Linked DNA regions of Sus scrofa: region 1 is linked to region 2. Evidence: chromatin contacts called from public Hi-C data. All regions are on one chromosome and are shown on one strand. The core of a region is the stretch at or near the end of the contact, and the rest is flanking DNA. Distances in the headings are between cores, read along the strand shown.

Evidence for each region. A called contact is a pair of places that touch in the nucleus more often than the background predicts.
Region 1: a contact with region 2 is called in a Hi-C map of skeletal muscle, with 7 times the contacts expected there. The contact joins the promoter of SMIM17 here to the promoter of ZNF583 in region 2. A contact is called at or near these places in 3 of 47 Hi-C or Micro-C datasets (heart right ventricle, mesenteric adipose tissue and skeletal muscle).

What each region holds. Positions count from the first base shown.
Region 1 is chr6:60,843,039-60,846,393 of Sscrofa11.1, reverse strand. SMIM17 (small integral membrane protein 17) reads left to right here and starts at 1,907. Exons shown (of 5, transcript XM_021095126.1): 1 at 1,907-3,355.
Region 2 is chr6:60,719,780-60,722,995 of Sscrofa11.1, reverse strand. It overlaps ZNF583 (zinc finger protein 583), which reads left to right and starts at 1,701. Exons shown (of 4, transcript XM_021095099.1): 1 at 1,701-1,796. ZNF582 (zinc finger protein 582) reads right to left here and starts at 1,951. Exons shown (of 5, transcript XM_021095108.1): 1 at 1,429-1,951.

The DNA.
Region 1 (3,355 bases), core at 658-3,157, 120 kb before region 2:
AGTCCCCTTCGGGATCCCTCCCGAGACCTGGGGTGCGTGGTCCTGCCGCACGAGAAAAACACGCCACACCAGGGAACCCCACGGGAGGTGCGGATTCGCCGGCTGCCGCCAGGCGGCGGCAGGGAGCAGGCTGGGATCCGGCCCGCGTCTGTCCGGCTAGAGCGAGGTCTGCGCCTGCGCGATCCCGCTGCTCCCGCCCCGCCCCCGCGCGAGGCCACGCCCACATCCGCGCTCCCAGGTGCCTCCGCGCGCTGAGTGGGTTGGGCGGGGACCGAGGGGGTGGGAGCGCAGGAGGGCGGGGATTGAGAAAGGAGGATGAGGGAAGCGAGGGAGTCGGGGAGACGGCGGGTGGCGGAGGCGAGGGAAACTGGAGAGAGGAGGGGGAGGCAGGAGGGAGGTGCGAGGAAACCGCGGGCGCTGTGGAAGGGAGGACAGGGGAAGTGCTTCGACGAGAGTAAAAGAACAGCAGGAACGGAGTAGACCTGCTCGGGAGACAGGCAGTGTTCGGAGCCTCGGTTTCCTCCGCCAAAAGGCTGCAGTCAGGAAAGCTCCCCTGTGTACAGGGTGGTTGTGTGGTTCACCTGAGTTAATTGGCCTCGAATCCTTTCAGCAGGACCTGGGGCCCTCCGAGCAGCGCTGTGCAACCGGTTCTGACCCGCGAGGTCCAATAGGTGGCCACTGGGTGTGCGCGGGCTGTCGAGCCCTTGCCATGGGGCTGGTGTGGCCATGGAACTGACTTTTTAGCTGTACTTAATTTGATAAATTAAAATTTTCGTAGTAACAGCTGCTGGCCCCCGAGTTGGATGGTGCAGCTCTAAAGCCTTCACTGTTTTCGTTATATATACTAAGTTTCTCTTATATTTTATAACGGTGTGATCCGAGGTGGATTAACTCTTTGAATCCTCACCATGTAGCTCTGAGTTGTACCCTCTCACTGGGTATAACAAGTCTTAATACTCCTATCACCCGAGTGTACTACGTACCAGCCCCCCCCCCCGCCAGAGAAACTTGGTACACGTATCCTGTCATTTAACTGCAGAAGAGGCTTAGATAGAGTGAATTTGCAGAAGGCCATAGGACACGGTCGGTAAGGTTGTGTTTTTGTCTTGATTTGGGTCTGAGCTAGAAGATCCTGAAGCTCCCAGAAACGGAGTAGGCAGGAGTTCCCGTCGTGGCGCAGTGGTTAAGGACCCGACTAGGAACCATGAGGTTGCGGGTTCGATCCCTGCCCTTGCTCAGTGGGTTAAGGTTCCGGTGTTGCTGTGGTGTAGGTTGCAGACGTGACTCAGATCTGGCTTGGCTGTGGCTGTGGTGTGGGCCAGTGGCTACAGCTCCAATTAGACCCCGAGCCTGGGAAGCTCCATATGCCGTGGGAGTGGCCCTAGAAAAGGCAAAAATAAAAAAAGGCAAAAAAAGAAAAAAAGAAATGGAGCAGGCAGAGCAGAATCCATCTGCCCTGAAGCGGTGGCCACCATCCCGGGGAACCTCTGGTCTTAGGACAGGGGCCCTCACACTATCTCTACCCATAAGCTGTTTTGTTTGTTTGTTTGAGGGTTTTTTTTTTTTTTGCTCCTCTTTCCCTCATTTCCTTTCTCCTTTAAAAATTTTCTCATTTTTGATATTAAAAATGACCTTTGGAGTTCCTGTTGTGGCTCAGAATAAATGAATCTGACTAGTATCTACTAGGCGTCAGGTTCAATCCTTGGCCTCCCTCAGTGGGCTAAGGATCGGGTGTTGTGGTGAGCTGTGGTGTAGGTCACAGACGAAGCTCAGATCTGGTGTTGCTGTGGCTGTGATGCAGGCCAGCAGCTACAGCACCGATTCAGCCACTAGCCTGGGAACCTCTATATGCCAGGGATGTGTCCCTAAAAATAGGCAAAAAATAAAATAAATTTTAAAGATAGTAAATTAAAAATGACCATGATTTTTTTCAGCTTCTTCTCTCAGGAGCTGGCCTCTATTTTCCCGTTCCCTGCGGTCGTCTTTGGGGGTTGTTTTGACTGATATAATACGGCAGAAGCGATGCTGAAGGACTTTGGAGGTTAGACTCTCAGATTCCAACACCAGTTCCAACGTGTATTTTTCCCCACAGCACCAAGCAGCTCGCCAATACCAGCGGGGAGTTGAAGACACTCTCTATACTGAGATGGCATTGGTTAGCCATAGCTAATTCTACCTACACCTTCCCAGAATGATTTTCCAGCCGGCACCTGCCCCCCTCCCCCCGCCACCATCACCAATGTGTAAGAGCACCTGTCTTAATTACTGCCTCACCCATGGTGAACAACAGCTGGGCGCTGCTAAGTTTTTGAATCTTAACTCATGAAAGAAAGCCAAGGTTGGGAGGCATAGAGATTGCTCATTGTTCCCCAAACTTGTCTACCTCTCCCACTGCCAGAACCCCTAAATTTTCGCTGCATTTCCCAGTCTTTCTTGCAGCTGGATGTGGTTCGGTGACTAGCTCTGACCTCTGAGGGGCAAAGGGCAGCATCAGGTGATAGCTTCCCAGGTAGACTGCTGCATTCAGGTTCTGGCTTTGTCATTTGTTCCCTGTTAAGGAACCTTGTTGGAAAGCAACTTGATTTCTCTGCACCTCCGTTTCCTCCTCTGTATAATGGGGATCAAGATAGTATCTACTGTATAGTGTGGTAATGAAGACACAAATGAAGTAATACAGTGAAACAGAACAGTTCCTGCCACGTAGAGGATTCCATGTGGTGTCATAATTATTCTTATCGTAATTTTATTATCACTTCCTAAGGTCGTCGTGAGGTTCAAGTGCAACCATACACCGTGGCTGTCATCAGGACAAGTTACCCTGGGGTTTACTGGTCTCCCAAGACCAGGGAGAAATATTAGGAGGAACTTAAATCCATCCATCTTCCCATCCACTCACCTCCACCAGCACCACCACCATAGGACGCTCTGTAGGGTTCCCGTTTTCTTCATCATAGATACTCATTTATCCAATAAATATTCCCCAATGCATGCAAATTCATAGGGCGCATTGTCCCTTTGCCCAGGTTTCTTTCAAGAGCTGCCTACAGGGCATGTGAGTGTTTATTTGTAGGGTGTCACCTGCTTTACAGAGAGAGGCAGGTGTGAAGTCAGGCTTTTTCACTGCTGAATGCAGCAAAGGGAGGTTGGTTACAGCAGAAATGTGTGCAGAGAGGGGGAGGAGAGAAGTAGGTCAAGAAGAAGCCTGAGTTGTTTTTCTTTTTTTCCTTTGTTCCTTTGCCGTTAGTGCTGAAGGGGTGTGGATGTGGGATTCCTGCATCCTCTGCTCAGCAGAATCTCAGCAGACAAGAGGCTTGGGGTGCACAGAGATTCATTCATTCAGCGACTCTCTGAGCAC
Region 2 (3,216 bases), core at 452-2,951:
GAGTAGGCCCAGTGCTCCACTCTCGTCACATAAAGACGGCCCTGCACAAATGTGACAGCAAAGCTATGTGCATAATATTTGCTAAAAAACTGAACCAAAAAGTTAATACATTTCACAGGTAGGCAAGTGGTTGAATCATTTTTGACACAGCCATATGATGGATGCCAAGCAACTATCAAAAATGATGTGGTTGACAATATCAGCTGACAAAGATATTCACAATGGAGCCCTTTGTACAAGAAAACATGCAGCAAAAGAAGTGAAACCCAGAGTTCCCACTGTGGCACAGTGGGCTAAGAACCTGACTGCAGCACCCCCACCTCCCCATCCTGAAGTGTTGAAAGATCCTGTGGTTGCCATTGTGCAGGTCACACCCCTAGTTTGGATTCAGTCCCTAGCCCAGGAACTTCCATATGCCAAGAGTGCGGCCATAAAACAAAAGCAACAACAAAAAGACGTCAAACCCACCCATGCCCAGGCTAACTGCCCCTCCTCCCCAACGAAACCAAAACCAGAATGGAAAACATTGAGTATTAAGATGTATTGAGTATTAAGATGCGGAGGCTCATTTCATAAAAACTTAGAGTGCCTGGAGTGTTACAAATATTTAATTCTAAGTAGTGTGTAAATGAAATAATGATAAATGTTTCCTAATAGCACATAACAGGTCTTTTTCCTCGTGACCACTTTTTTTTTTAAGCATTATATGTATCAGCTGTAAATATTCTATTATAGGGCTGGCCTGTGATTTACCCAACCGTTTCCCCAAGGTTGAACAAATTTTGAACAAGATCCGGTAAAATGTTCAAACATGTCACAGCTTCTAAACTAGCCGTTCCGGAGTTCCCGTCATGGCTCGGTGATTAACCAACCCGACTAGTATCCTGAGGATGGGGGTTTGATCCCTGGCCTTGCTCATTGGGTTAAGGATTTGGCGTTGCCCTGAGCTGGGGCGTAGGTCGCAGTAGCGGCTGGGATCTGGCGTGGCTGTGGCTGTAGGCCGGCAGTTACAGATCGGATTAAACCCCTAGTCTGGGAACCTCACTATGCTGCGGAATAAACTAGTGGTTCCAAATCTTCTGGGGTCTTGCAACTCACTTCGTCAAAGATTTAAAAAAAAAAAAAACAACTACGTTAAGAATAAATGCAAAACATCCATAAGCAAGCATTTTCTGGAGTTCAGGACCCTCCAAGAGACACACCCACCTTAGGGATCCATGCACCCGGGCTATGAGCTCGACTGCAGGTAGGGGGCGCCAGCAGGGCGCGCTGCGGGGGCCGATGGGAAATGTAGTCCAGAGCGAGGAAAGCCGCTGACTTACGTGGGGGTAAGACGTTCCGGTTCTGCTTAAGCCCGAGACCTGCCTGGTCGTGGAGCTCGCTCCCGCGCGGATCCTACAACACCTGGCGAGCTCCGGAGCCCCTCACCTGCCGCCTCTTTGGATCCAGATGCCCCCGCTGCCGCGCCCACTCTAGCCTCGGGGCGCTTCCTCCTAGAAACCAGCGGAGTCGGGAGCCGGAAGATGGCGCAGACGCACAAAGCACCGCCGATGCTGCGTCCCGATTGGAACAGCGCCGCAGTTGCTTCTGGGAAACGTAGTCTCCAGGCCCAAAGGCAGTAACCAAACCGCAAGGCAAGATCTCGCGATGTTTCTGGTGGGCGGGTCCGTGCGTGTGTCTGTGTGTGAGAGAAAGAGACCGTCTGGGATGGGACGGGGTGCGCTGTGTCCACAGGCTGCTGCGTGAAGTTGTGTGTTGCGCTTGTTGTCCGCGCGTGGTCGTCTCTCCGACGGCAGGTGAGTGTGTGAGCGGCCGTGGTGGTGCGTGTTCTGACTCGGTGGTTGAGTGTGTGGCTGGGACCGTTCAGCGCCGGGCAGACGTCTGTGTGTGGCTGCAGAGGCGGTATATGTGCGAAGTTTCTTCTCACGTGTTGAGTCGTCCGGACCGTGCAGCAGGCATTTTACCAGATGTTCTGGAGGGAGGTAAAAGCCCTGGAGTTGGTTCCGTAACCAATTTTACAACATCTTGCACAAGAGTTCCCTCGCTGTGGCGAGGCGAGTTGAGTCCCACGGCGTGGCTGGGGTCGCCGTGGAGGCGCCGGGTCGATCCCTGCCCGGTGCAGTGGGTTAAGGAATTCTGCGCGGCGGCTCGGGCGGTATAGGTCTCGGCCGCGGTGGAGTTTCAGTCCCAGTCCCAGTCCCAGGAAACTCCACATGCCCCCAGAGCGGCCAAGAAGTCTATGATGGTAGCTGGGGTATTAGTCCATGAGTTGTCAGCTAGGAGAGAAAGCCTGGAAATATTAAACAGAGAAGCAGACTGTATGATAAGGGTAGCAAGTCATTGGGATAAAAATGGACTTTTTTGTGTGTATCTTTTTAGGGCCGCACCTGAAGCATATGGAAGTTCCCAGGCTAGGAGTCGAATAGGAGCTACAGCCTCTGGCCTGCGCCACAGCCACAGCAAGGCAGGCTCCAAGCCGCCTCTGCGACCTACACCACAGCTCATGGTAACACAGGAGCCCTAACCCACTGAGCAAGGCCAGGGATCGAACACGTGTCCTCATGGATACTGGTTGGGTTCCTTAACCGCTGAGCCACCACAGAAACTCCAGAAATGGACTTCTTAATGAGCAACCCTGAGGAATAACTGGATAACCATTGGGGAAAAAATTAAAGTGTATTCATGCTTCATATCATACAAAAGTATAATCACCAACTTTATCAGAGTTCTAAATTAAACCGTACAAATAGCAGACAAGTACAGAGGTGAATTCCATTATAACCTGAGTGTGTGGAAAGGCTTTCTAATTACGACTTAAAAATCCAAACTTAATACAAGAAAAGACTGCTACACTTGGGAACACAAAGCTAAAGCACTTTGTAAGGCAAAATACACCATAAGCAAAGGCAAAAGAAAAATGACAAAAGTTTTTACAACTTTATATATCTCAGATAAGGAGCCTATATTTCTATTGTATAAAGACAAAAAGCCAAAAAAAAAAAAATGCAAGCAATCCCTAAACTCAACTTTGTAGGTTCTTTTTCATAATAGCAGTGATTTGGAAACTATTTTGTATGCATCATAGGATTGAGAAAACAAATAAATATATTGATTTGTTGGAAGCCAGTGTTTTACTATGGGAAAAGAGTGAGTGGATGATGGAAGGTAGGGAAGAATCCTGTGGTATTAGATTCGTGTGAACTCATGGTTAAAAAT